4 separate regions of the Rattus norvegicus genome follow, and regions 2, 3 and 4 are each linked to region 1. The links are chromatin contacts, called in public Hi-C maps. All regions are on one chromosome and are shown on one strand. Each heading gives the region's core, a stretch centred on a gene start, on an enhancer-like site or on the middle of the called end of the contact. The rest is flanking DNA. Distances are from core to core; before and after follow the strand shown. Region 1 overlaps Wdr7 (WD repeat domain 7). Region 2 overlaps Onecut2 (one cut homeobox 2). Region 3 has its middle 11 kb from the start of RGD1562699. Region 4 holds the start of St8sia3 (ST8 alpha-N-acetyl-neuraminide alpha-2,8-sialyltransferase 3).

Evidence for each region. A called contact is a pair of places that touch in the nucleus more often than the background predicts.
Region 2: a Hi-C map of liver shows a contact between it and region 1, with 5 times the contacts expected there. The contact joins two enhancer-like sites. A contact is called at or near these places in 5 of 12 Hi-C or Micro-C datasets (the A7r5 cell line, Schwann cells, hepatocytes and 2 more).
Region 3: a contact with region 1 is called in a Hi-C map of liver, with 2.1 times the contacts expected there. The contact joins two enhancer-like sites. A contact is called at or near these places in 2 of 12 Hi-C or Micro-C datasets (kidney and liver).
Region 4: a Hi-C map of kidney shows a contact between it and region 1, with 3 times the contacts expected there. The contact joins the promoter of St8sia3 here to the enhancer-like site in region 1. A contact is called at or near these places in 2 of 12 Hi-C or Micro-C datasets (kidney and liver).

Annotation. Positions count from the first base shown.
Region 1 is chr18:59,597,788-59,600,982 of GRCr8, reverse strand. All of the region lies in intron 20 of Wdr7 (WD repeat domain 7), which reads right to left. Among named protein-coding and RNA genes, the nearest start is that of Wdr7, 160 kb to the right of the region's middle. Within about 2 kb of position 1,727, at least 4 of the 93 cell types and tissues checked have an H3K27ac peak or open chromatin away from gene starts, as enhancers often do. A contact at or near this core is called in kidney and liver, where this site is marked.
Region 2 is chr18:60,104,527-60,107,721 of GRCr8, reverse strand. All of the region lies in intron 1 of Onecut2 (one cut homeobox 2), which reads right to left. Among named protein-coding and RNA genes, the nearest start is that of Onecut2, 4.2 kb to the right of the region's middle. Within about 2 kb of position 1,446, at least 3 of the 93 cell types and tissues checked have an H3K27ac peak or open chromatin away from gene starts, as enhancers often do. A contact at or near this core is called in liver, where this site is marked.
Region 3 is chr18:60,085,856-60,089,050 of GRCr8, reverse strand. No RefSeq gene overlaps it. Among named protein-coding and RNA genes, the nearest start is that of RGD1562699, 11 kb to the left of the region's middle. Within about 2 kb of position 1,535, at least 2 of the 93 cell types and tissues checked have an H3K27ac peak or open chromatin away from gene starts, as enhancers often do. A contact at or near this core is called in liver, where this site is marked.
Region 4 is chr18:60,022,883-60,026,077 of GRCr8, reverse strand. St8sia3 (ST8 alpha-N-acetyl-neuraminide alpha-2,8-sialyltransferase 3) reads right to left here and starts at 1,523. Exons shown (of 4, transcript NM_013029.2): 1 at 1,295-1,523; 2 at 1-17. The coding sequence starts at 1,473.

The DNA.
Region 1 (3,195 bases), core at 478-2,977:
CTCCAAGCCTTATCTGCCAGCACATTTCCCGCACCCTGCTGGGGTGGAGGGGTCGTGCCCCCAACACCTAACTGCCTTCTGCTTTTGTTGCTGGTGCTGCACCACTCCACACTCCAAACACCAGAGCAAACAAACCTGCTATTACTTTGTATGGATGCACGAGGGCCCCCTGCTGGAACACACTAGATCCTGCAAGGTGTGTGTCTCAGGCACTCACTGATTGAGCTATTTTGAAGTAACGTCTCTACGAAAATGTATATTACGTGTGTACATTTAAAAATGCATGACAGCATTTCCTGTCAAATCAGATCAACGCAAAATATCTGACCACATTAAAATTACTTTGTAAAACAGTGTCATTGGTGTCCCACGCTATTTTGATACTTAAAAGCCTGGAACCCTTGCAGCTTGCTATGGTGGTGTATGCCAGCAGGCTGTGCCAAAGAAAGCCTAGCTACTGACAGGGACTTGCATGCTTTTCGAGTAATCATGTAAATATTTCTTTTTATTCACACAGTGCTATTACATTGCTCTCTGTGATCTGTATTACTCTACTTTTTTTCAAAAAACATCAAAAAGCAAATTAGTTTTCTTTACCTTTACTGCACTCTCACTATGTTAAAAACAAAGAAGAAAAAGAAAAACAAACAAAAAACCCAGAAAACAACAACCCAAGGAATTTAAAAACATCTTAACTATAGCTATACAAATTGTAACAATTATTCTTGAAAAAAGAGAACTTTCTGGGAGATAGTTACATAAACTATAGTACACATTTGAAAACAGCAAGTCATTTGTATAATCTTGTCTCCTACTTATTTGTTGCCCTAAAAATCCCCAACTCCTAGGTTGAGACTTACACAGAAAAGCTGGGTTTAAGACATTTTAAAACATGAATTTCCAGAGGACACCTACAGAGATTTTTATACCTGCTCATTACAAGTCAGTAAAATAACCTGTTACACCTGAAACATTTTTATGCATATCATGACAAAGCACTTATCGGATTCACATAAAAATTACATCAGTGGTGTAAAATTGAGACCAAAAGGGACAACAGCTTTAATCCACATGAGGTGTTACAGGGCAGCTGTTTATATATGGAGCACTTGTAGCACTTTTTTTTTTTTTTCTAATCACTGTAGTACCCTTCCTAATAACAAAACAATGATACCTGACTGAAAGTCTCCACTGGTAAAAGGGTTTTGTGGAGGAAGCTGGAGTTTCCGGGGTTTCTGGCTGCCTCTGCTTTTGAACACTTATCACAGGCTGAATTTTCTCTTCTGCTGCCTCCTGCTAAGGAGGAGGGATGGAAACCGAAGGCAGGAGAACACAATACCTGGATGTTAACAGCCACAGATCTGGGTGACTTGTGATGGCTCAGCCCAGGGCCAACTTTTCTAGTGAAGGTTCTACCCAGAGCACAAACCACAGACATAGAGAAGAACTCAGCATCCAGAAAGTTATTAAAATGTGATAAATTATAACATACATAATCCCTGAGAACTGAATAAGAAATGTAAAATTTAAAAAATTAAAAAATAAACTTAGGAGAGGTTAAATATAGAGAAAAGAACTGTAAAAAATGGAGAAGTCATAAGCAACTTGGGAATTTTTTAAAAGAGCCACGTTAATAAATAAACAGGAATATAAACCCTTGGGTTTACAGAAAAAGGCAAACCAATGTGAACAGAGTCCATGCTCAAAGTCTAAAGAGCCACTGACAAATCACTGTCTGCCCACCGTCATCACACAAGGACTCTGTCTGTCTAGGCCGAAGGAGAAGGAGAGCTGTTACGAGGCCAGCCCTCATTTTACCACAGATTTCTGAGGGCCTTCAGGAAGTATGAAAAACTGGAAAGTCTGAACCTAACAGACAGTTACACAGACTTTTCATTTCTAATCTTTTTACAGGTGTGGGATTCTGTTGGCTTTTAACTGCATGTAGGAGGAGAATTATGTGCTAATAAAATTATTACATGGCTTTAATTTAACTTATTACATTGTTTCACGAATCCTCATTTTAACACACTGCTAATTAGATTATCAAATTAATTTCAGTTGTTATTTGGCACTTTTTCTTCACAGACTTTCTGTCCACAAATTATTTCCTTTATTAGAAACCTATACTATTAACTGGAAGCATATACAGATATAGAACATGATTTCCTATTAATTGTTAACTCCATTTAAAATGTGGACATTAGTAACCAATCTTGTACATGTCAGAAAATAGCAGCCGCTGGGCTTCAAAACTTTTCCCAGATGAGCTGAGTCCATCTTAACATAACACCGAGAGACACGAGAGCAGGGCATTCCTTGAAATATTATGGCTATAGATTGGGAAATCTGCCATTCATAAAATGAACACTAACAGAAAAGATTAACGTCTCACCCTACATATGTATATAGTGAAATGCTCGGGTTGACAGGATGATGCTAGATGGATTAGTAGCGATCTACTTCTGTTATATGCTCAAACAATGACTTACTCAAAATTCTTCTTGACTAGAGCAAGTCATCAAGCTACTTGGGACTTAAAAAGAGAGCTCCCTGATAGACTCCTGTCTTAATTCTATTTATATTGTTAAACATACTCCCATATAAAAGAGTCATAAAATATGTATATATGAATGTTGTTAATACACATATTAAAGATGCCTATCATTTTACTGAACTATGAAAATGTTTAAAAAGAAAAATAAAAAGAATATTAAGTCAAGAGAAGACAGAACACTGAGAATTCCTACCTCACCCCACAAGACCACCAGTGTTAGTGTCTTACGTTCCCATGCATGGACTAACACAGAGAGAAACAACCAACAGCCAGAAGTAAATTGTGATCAAGGCTACTCTTAGAGATCACTTGTTTTTCAATCAGCATGAGAAAGAGTTATCTCTCTAATACTTTACCCAATGTTTTTGATCTCTCTAAAATAAATAATAAACATTTTCTTACAAATGAAAATCCCATCAAAATATGTTGAAGAAATAAATTCCCCATTTAAAAACATTATCAAAAAATTCAAGTCTGCTTTTCATTTTTTAATGGATCTAAACAAATTCCACCTGCATATTTATAGAACATCAAACATCCACTAGACCTATGTACTTGTTGTGGTGATACAATTATAAGCATTTCACAGTTACTTTCCATATTTTTCAATAAAAGTCAGATAATATTAAAATTTGTAA
Region 2 (3,195 bases), core at 197-2,696, 510 kb before region 1:
AAGCTTGGAATAAAAATAAATGCGCCGCCCCTCTAATCCACCGCTGCCGGCGGCCCGGAATACTTCTCGGAGCTCGGGTTCACTCAGCTCCCTCGCGGCCCGCCTTCCTCTACAAGTTCCGTCTCAATCTCTGTTCGGAAGGCGTTCTTTGGGGACTAGGGACTTGACACGGCAAGAACACCGGTAGTGAGCTTTACAGTTATTAATCTGATCAGCCAGCAAGCTAACAGATCAGTCTGTTCTGCACCGGTGTGCACTGGGTTTGGCCTCCTGACTCGGATCCCCAAAGTAAACCCCCAGCGGGCTGGGCCCCCGGATTGGACAAACAAGATGGTCGGAAATGTTGGGTGCGAAACGGAAAGAACGTTGTGGCGGAGGCCCACTTCCAGCCCTTCGTTTTAGCAAAAACCTGTCTCCCGCGTCATCTAAAAAGCACCTGTACGGCGCGGCAGGAGATGCGCACGTATGAATGCAGGAGCTATGGGGCGATCAATGATCTGACCACATCCGCTGAGGCGGGCGACAATTGGGCCCGAGGGCATCGAGTTGGCTAAGGACTTTAAAACCTCCTGGACTGAGTAGGCTCTATTCTGTCTGTTTAGGGACTGCTTCCTGGAGAAGGTCTTCACGCAGTTGGCACTGGAGCTCGGCTCCGGGAGGGCCAACAGCGAAGCCTCGCTCCCAGGAGGCAGAAACCTCTGTTATGACGGTAATAGCAGCCACGCTATTGTTTTCCTGCGTTGAGAAAAGCAACAACAACAACAACAACAACAACAACAACAACAACAATAATAGTAATGACCCCCCTCATGGACTCAGGTTCTTCCCTGAGCTCCCGCGGTTCCTCCTAGTTCGCTTTTGTGCGCTGTGCCGAGGCCCTGGAGGATCAAAGCCAGAGAAAGTGTGCTCAAACCTGCGTGAGTTTGTCCTCGCGCCAGGCTAATAAGAACGGCCCAGCGGGATCCCGTCTTGGGCCACTCCCAGCCTATTTGACCGGTTGTTACTACTAGCCGTTCTCACCACCCAGTGAGGGTAGAGTTTCTTTCCCTGACTTCTACTTTGGGACAATCCGAACTTCACTAACTTGGTCCGGAGGAGTCGTCTTTGCTGTATACCCAAGCTTGACAGTAGAAAGACTGGGAAGGTTCATGGGCTGGCTGGACGGCCCAGCTTTCCGGGGTGACTGGTATACTTGACCTAAAAATAGAGCTTGACAATCAGAGTCCCTCTGACCCTTGTACAGATGGGTCTCAAAATGATGAAATGAGAGAGAGAGAGAGAGAGAGAGAGAGAGAGAGAGAGAGAGAGTGAGAGAGTGTGTGTGTGTGAAGGTGCTGGGCTGGGACGGCCGGCCATCCTGGGAAGTCACTGACTTGCTTAACCCCAGGGCCCCAAAGACCCGGACTCCGGGATGGTTCCCAGCAGGGTTTCCCACCGATCAATAACAATCAAAGGCCTTCCTTTTCTACTCTGTGCGATTCTGTTCCCTACTCTACCGAGCACATAATACCTATTTACCCATCTCCAGCTTTTGACAGTGTCTGAAGGCACTGATCTACTGACCCCATACCGAAAAGCCCCCTATAACTACTCAATACTTGTAGTTGCCGACAAAACGGCCAGATTTAAAAAAAAAAAAAAAAGGGAAGGCGCTTGTCCCCATTTCTCCTAAGGTTATAAAACAGACTCACAGTTAAATGTTTGAGCAAAACCGGGTGCTCCGCTTACTTTCCCTGTCTGCGATCCCCGCCGGAAATCACGATACAAGTCTGGAAGGTTTGCCCCAGGAGTCACCTGGCAACTCTCCAGGAGTTTGGGGCTGAGAGCCCCAGGTACCACACTCTTCCTCATCCACTGTAGAAAAGCTCGCTGCAAGGGGAAGCTTTAACTTTCAACACGGACAGAATGCTAGTGTTTTTATACAGCATTGCCCTTTGCCGGACGGGCGTGAGGGGGCGGCAGCGCTCCGAGATGGCCCAGAGAGGAAAAGCTGTCGTGGAGCCCTTTACTGTACCCCTAGGAGCAGCTGCCAAGTTCCTTCTGCGCCCCCCCCCCACAAGCGCAGGAAACCAACCAATGCTTGAGACCCCTTAGAGCTCCTACAGTATCGGGGAATGGGAAGTCTAAAATGAAGTTACCATAACGAGAGCAATCATTAAGCCTCTAGCTTTCAAAGCTTTATCTTTACCCGGGACCAGGAGCACAAAACGAGGAGAGTGTATAAGAGGATGGAGAATAAGCTAACGGAGAAAAAAAGATTAAAGTCGGCCTCAACCTCTAGTCAAAACTGTCCATAGCCCAGAGATTTTGAGGGGAGTTCTCTGGAAGAAATCGTTTTTTCTTTCTTTTCCTTACCCTTTTAGATTGACACGGGAGGTTGCTGAGAAGCGAACAAAACCCAACATTGGGCAAAGGAAGGGACTGTAGGTGGAAACGTCTCCTCCTTAGGAGCAGTGACCATACCCCGGGACACATCCCTTAGTTCTGCTAGGAACGGTAGGATGCACCGCACAAAACCCGGTCTGGTGGTGGAAGAAAGTCTTGAGGGACCGGAATGGACACCTGACCTAAGAAGATCCAGAGCTCGTGAGCGCCGGATTCAGAACCACGCGAGCCCTAATACGGGTTTTAAGCAAATTAAGGCCAACGCTAGCTAACTGTTCCTAGAGCACCAAGAAGCACGAAGTCACCCAGCCAAGGTTGCAGCTGGTTATTGTTATGTCCTCACCAGCGGGAGGTCTGGACTCCTTGCCCCTCTGGGTCCGCGGTTCAGGCCTAGGGGCAGAGCAGTCGTAGCACTCTGGGAGTCGGGTCTGTCTGCACAAAAGCTCGAAACTGTGTCAGCCGCAGCCCAGGCGGCGTCTTTCGCTTTTGCACTCACCGCCCATACCGGAGGTTTCAGTGTTCCTAGAACAATAGAGGGCTGTACCTCGCCTCTCGGCCGCTAGAGGAGGCACAGAGAGCCGTGCCCGCTCCGGAACAATGTAACCCGCGCGTTGACCGGTCCCCTGCCGCGGGCAGCCGGGCCTCCGCCGCACTCCCCTGCGCGCACAATCAGCGCCCACTTTAATGCAAAGGCGGAGCTTACAGCCTGCTGAGGCCCAGAAGCATTAACTAACTCGCGTCTTAATTTCTCAGCACCTCTTTCCGAGAGCACCTTAACCTCTCCGGAGACCTAGCATAAACCCTAGTAAA
Region 3 (3,195 bases), core at 286-2,785, 490 kb before region 1:
GCATGCCATTCTGTATGCAGCTTGCTTCTCTTAAAGTGGCTCTCCTGGGTTCATCTGCATAAAACCACAGACCATCTATTACTCAGTGTGTAGTGTACTCTGAACTATTCATATTCCTGCCACAGTTCCTCTCTCCACCCATCTATTGGTGGACACTGAGTGTGATTCCCTGTTTAGGTTATTAAAATTGCTTCAGCCAACATGAGACTAATTAACAGTATATCTCTTTGATATGCTGATCTCATGTCATTTGTAAATTTCTGGGACATCTGGTAGTTCTTTTACATTTCCTAAGAGAGGCATCTCTTAAATATATCCTTATAGGAAAACTCAGTTTAGATTAATTCCGGTGCTGCAGGAACACGCTGTTTTCTCCTCAGTGCTTGCCCCCTCGCCCTCACAGGCTCATTTCCTACATGCCATCGGAGGCTTGGCCTGGCACTGCAGTTTGTGTGTATAGTATTGATATATCATCTTGTTAGGTGATATTTCGGGGTGCTGCCATCCAAAATGTTCCAGTGGCAAGTCACAGGGCTTTTGGTTCTCCTTCGTACAATGCTTTCAGTAAAATCTTGGCCGAGGGTTAGGGGTTTGGGAGTTTAGAGTTTCTATTCCGGAATGTCGAAGCATGAAAACTCGTTTATGCTTTACCTCCGACGCAGAACCTGTAAGTCATCGTGTGCAGTCTTTTCAGTGCCTCTGTAGCACGTCACATGAGTTTAAGTGTGTAATTTCCACCTGCGGAACCATGCTGGCACGTGTACCAAGCAGATTTTCGGACCAAGCATGCTCGATCTGTGTTAGTACAAGCATAGTTGTCTTTTGCGGTGCAATCTACTTTAGATGGCATTTCGAAAACTATGGTATAAAGCTGGTAAAGATGCTAGCTGCTGAGCCTTGTGCTCTGAGCTCAGTCACGTGGTAGAAGGAGGGAGGCAACCCCATAAAGCTATCTCCAGACCTCACCTTCTACACCCGCTTCGTAACACACACACACACGCACAGACACACACACACACACGCACAGACACGCACACACACACGAATGCATGCACACACACACAAACGCATGCACACACACATGCACACACACACACGCACAGACACATGCATATGTGCACACACACTCACACACAGAGTAATGTAATTAAACACAAAAGAAAAATACAATGCGCATCTTATAAGGCAGAGAGTGGGTTCCCTATATTCTAAGCTGTTGATCCATTCATTTCTGGACACCTCACTTAAAGCTTAGATAAATTACAGCTCAGTCCAGACTATCAGACTAAGGAAGAAGAAATCCGTTTCCTGTAGAAAAGCTGGAGCAGAAGTTCAGCTTGGAGGAGAGGGAAATGACCTGGCACCACGACTGTCCTCTCAAATATTTGACTCTGTCACACGGCAGGGACAGGCCACGTAGCTTTTCCTACCCCCAGTTCAGATTTAGGAGCAAAGGGTAACACAGGCTGCTTTGGATTTCAGTGATTACGCTTGCCAGAGAGCACGGCATGTTGCCACACAACAGCGTGAGTTCTTCACGTGTAAGGAGTGTTTCACCAGGGTTCTGCGACTGCTGGGTGAGGGTGCATTAGTAGGTAGCAGTATAGGCAGGCAGCAGGTTGAAGTAAGCCATCCCTAATTGAACCACGGGATTTGCTTAATCGAGTATTTGAGAAAAATAAGCAGTGAAAGGGATTTGATTTAGATAGCTTAAAAAAAAATAAACCAGCATCGAACATTTTCAAACTTATACATTTTACGTACGCATGCCGAGATCTTTTCTCTCGCAGAACACTACAAATGCCTTTCTTTGAAGAAATATAAATTCATTATTTATTTGTTGCATGGATTTCTACAGTTAAATAAAATCTCCGGACAGCCAATCACGTTTGGATTTTGTTTGTTGAAATAAGCTTAACTGATATGAGACTTCTATCATCTTTGTTCTACTTACAAGCAATATTTACACAGCTGGGCAAGGTGGTACCCACCTTAACGTCCTCCCAGCACTCTGGAGGCAAGGGCAGGCATATCTCTATGAGTTAGAGGCAAGCCTGGTCTATACGGTGAATTTCAGGCCAGCAAAGGCTACATAATGGGACCATGTCTCAAAAACTAAACAAAACAACATCTGCACACACACACACACACTCACACACACTCACACACTCACACACACACTCACACGCACTCACACACTCACACACATACACACACACGCGTGTGCACACACACTCACACACACATGTCTGCAGATATGGTTCTGTGTTTAGTGAATGGTTGCTGACTCAGACCCTGCTGGAAGCTAGTAATATATGATACCATGAATAGCTTTCAAATATCTGAGAAACTTCAAGTGCATGTCCAAGAAATCTACCTCAAGGATTGTGCCCTAGCATAGCATTAGGAGTCATACAATTAGATATTTCTTTTTCTCACAGAGGGACTTAAATTCATTGGCCTGAAATGTAGGTAATAAGCCAGAGTCCTACTCACCCATGCTAGAATAATTCTCAAACATGATAACCAAGCCTGTAAAAGTTGCCACAGAAAGCGTTTACTCTACCAGCCAAACCCATACTATATAATGAAGCTGTGAGTTGTTCTGCTATTTCTACGTTTACTTTATAAAGAGATTGGGCAAAATGGCCGGTGTCGAGGGTCTCTTCCCAAAGAATAGGTGACATTATTTAATGCTGGCTGTGGGTGACAAAGGCATACTTTGCTGGCCAGACAGGAGGATTTAGTATCGCACTAAATTAATGGCTTTTACTTTACATATCCTTCCTAAAACTATTACTCATTCTGCAGACATTTATGGAACACCTGATCCTGCTGGTCCTCAGCTAGGCAGGGCTTGTCACAGAGACGAATGAGACTTAAGACTGTACTCACTGTGATCACACATTCGTGGGCCTTTAGGAGAATATGCGAGGTGAGCTGGGAAGATGTTCCTACTTCTTCATAATTTTATTTTAACTTAAAATATTTGTGTATTTATCAATATCGCGTGCATGTGTGTGTGTGTGTGTGTGTGTGTGTGTGTGTGTGTCTGTGCGCATGTGCACACCTGTATCTGTGTGAATTTATGTGCAGGTGGCTTTGTAGACCCAAACAGGGCATCAGATGCCCCTGGAACTTGAGATAATAAAGAGAAACACCTGATGTGGGATCTGTATGTTCAGGTCTTCTGCA
Region 4 (3,195 bases), core at 274-2,773, 430 kb before region 1:
TCAGTGCAAACTGTGACCTGAAAGGAGCATGAGTTTAGATAGGTGCTGGCCTCAGGGAGGGGAACCCAGAGTGTGACAGCTCCAGCATCAACCGGAAGGGGCAGCTGGCACAAGAGCAAGCCCACCCCACAGCCCCTCTCTTTTGGCACATTCTCTGCTCCTACAGAAGCCAGGAAGAAAGGAAGAAAAGGGGAAACTCTTCCCCATTGTCTAGCCCTCCGGGTGCAGGTGAGACCATAAGAAAGATGGCGGTCACTCAGACAGCAAGGGTCGGAGCCCAGCCCAGGGCTGCAGTCCACGGCTCAGCGGGACTACGAGTCAGCACCGCGGACAGCAGCCTCCGACCGGACCCTGCCACTCCCGGGCTCGGAGAATTGATTTTTGGTGAAAGGGCAGAGGAAATTCGAGACTCAGGCGAAAGGGGTGGGGGTTGGGGGGCTCCAGCCTTAACCTTTTCCTTCCCACGCCCAAGTCTGATTTCACCCTCAGCCTTTAGCTGGAGACTCCCAGAGGCTGCCTGCAGCCGGGCTCTTCTGTCCAGGCCCAACATCTTCAGGTTGCACATCTCTGGCCCAGCTTGGCCCACAGGGTGCGGCTTGTGGTTGCCACCCGCCCATCGGAAGGCGGTGCGGGGAGAGCGCCTTGCGGGCACAGGTAGGGGTGGGGCTCCGGATGAGCTGTGCGGAGCTGCGCCCCGCGGTGACTTCGACCCGGGCAGGGTGGGCGGCCCTCAGCAGAAGGCTTGTTTCCCGCAGGGGCTGAGGAATTGCAGAAATCTAGGAAAGGAGGGGGCGGGTGGCAGCGGGGGAAGGGTCGAGGAAGAACCCCCTAGGGGCTTCAAGAGAATAAACCTGCGCATCATTAGATGAGAAAGAGGGGGAGGGATGGGGTGCGAGTGTAGTCGGCGCCTGCGCCATTAGATCGCCCCGCCAGGCCTGCGGAGTCCGCCGCTGGTGCTCGGCCAGATCGCTCACCTCAAACCTTGCCCATCTCCGGGTTCAACACCCCCACTCCCGCTGTCCAAACACCGCCTGTCGCTCAACCACCAACACCCCAGTTTTGAAACGGGGGAGGGGACGCAGAGGAAGAATGGGAGAAATTCAATCACATCGATTAGGACAAAGGCTTTTAGGGGCTTTGGGATAAAAAATATATATATAAAGTGCAGAAACAGAAGGAGGAATGAAAGGACCACGCAGTTACCGAGGAGCCCAAACACTCTTCTCTGACGGTTCCCCAACACACCAATCGACCCGAGATACCCGAGGGCGCTCCAGCAGAGGCCCACACTCACCGGAATCCCGCGTGGAACATGTACATTCGGGGCGCCCCCGGGCTGGCGTACTTGGGAGTGGTGAAGATGTTCTCCTTTTTCAGGGACACGTAGCTGATAAGCGATAAAATCAGCAGGGCCACGCTGAGCATGACCAGCCCTAGTATACTGGCGACTCGGGCCATTTTGCAATTTCTCATTCCGGGCTAGGCTGGGTTCAGGGAAACCGGGGAAATCGGTCCATTGAGCGGCCAGCAGCCTGCTGGCGTGTGAGTGTGTTGTGTGCGTGCGTGTGTGCTCGCGGGCGCGTGTGAGTGTGTGTGGCGGGGGAGGGGGGACCCAGGCAATTGAGTCGCAGAGGGCCTGGGGGTGGAGAACGACCTGGAGCCCCGGGAGAAGTCGGAGCCGCCCCCTACCCCACCCCGGGGCAGGGTTGAGCCTGGCCCGGAGCTGAGCAGGAAGATGGAGGGTCTGCGCGGCGGCGTGGCGGGCGATGGAGTACACCGAGCAGTGCGTCTCCGGCTGCCGGCTCAGGCTCCCCCGCGCGTTTCCAGCGAGGTTGCCATCTCCACCGCCGCCTGAAAGATAAATGTGATTGGAATAGTGTTACAGTTCGATCTAAGCACAGGATTTAATTAATGAACTCTAATCTCCTAAATAACCAAGGGGAGGGATGAGGAGGAGGGAGGGCAGGAGGGGAAGCGGCTTGGGGGTGGGGTGGGGGTGGGACGGGAAATAGGCCCACTCCAATGGCCTCCAGGACCCGCTAAGGGTACAGCTGGGTAGGAGGCTGTTGGGAGACAGATGCCCAAACTTAGTTTAATGAACCATTCATTACTTTATAAAATACATCACGAAATAGAAGGATAAACAACCCGATTTGCTACTGTGGAGGATAAACACCGGCTGGGTACTTCTCAGAGATGCAAAGAGAAGGGTTTTTTTTTTTTTTTTTTTTTTGTTAGGAAGGCAAACGTTTAAAAGCTTTCTCATCTCCATCAGGCATCACCTGCTGCAGCCTTTCTGCAAGGAAGATCTAAACAGCAGCTGGGCTAGCCTGCCTTGGGAACACTAAAAACCTTCTAGAGAATATTCTAGACTATCTCACCGTGCTCTTTACTTATATACTTACCTAAAACAGTCAGCGTGGAAGGTTCGACTGTGTCCCTCACGCTCCTCTCAGTGCTTGGCCTATGTACTTCAGCATCAAGCTTGGAACTGTTAGACCTGACTGGGTCTCTATTGTTCACACTTAGGATTTATTTTTAGGACAGGCTTCTGGTGGGCTAGGTGGCCTAAGGTTCCCAGAAGCCAGGGCCATTATAAGTGCACAAAACGGCTTTTGGGGGAGTTCAAGACCTAAGTGAAAGAGGTTTGACTGGAGGGTGGCAAGAAAACACATGTGTATTGCTTGATTATATTGTCTCATCACACGCTATCTTAATAACCATTAGAAATGCACATCGGTCAGCTTTCAGTCATGCTCAGAGGAAACTCATTTGTTTCTTTAGCTTTGCTCTTCACAGTTAGACTATGGTCTCTTCTACTCTGCCTTTACCCATGGTTTGGTGGTCCCTGTGCTGGTCAATAAGCACTGCTGAAAGACAGTCAAGGTGAGACGTTGGCCTTTGAGAACCTTTTTCCATAAAGCAAGTTGAGATTTCTCCAAGAGGCCTCATGCCTTTATGAAGGTGGGAGAGCCTATATGCTCTGCCTTTGGAATGGTACATTCACCAAAAGGAAGGCCTCTTGGGCTGTGAGCTCCTGCAGAGCAAGGACCATGTCTTCTCCCCTAGTAATGTCTCATCTTGAGGGAATACTAGTTAAATATGTGAAGACGGATGGGGCAAGCTCTCTCACTGAGTAGGTGGCCGTGGTCAGCAACACGGTACTTCTGTTGTCAATGACAAAGGGGACCATCT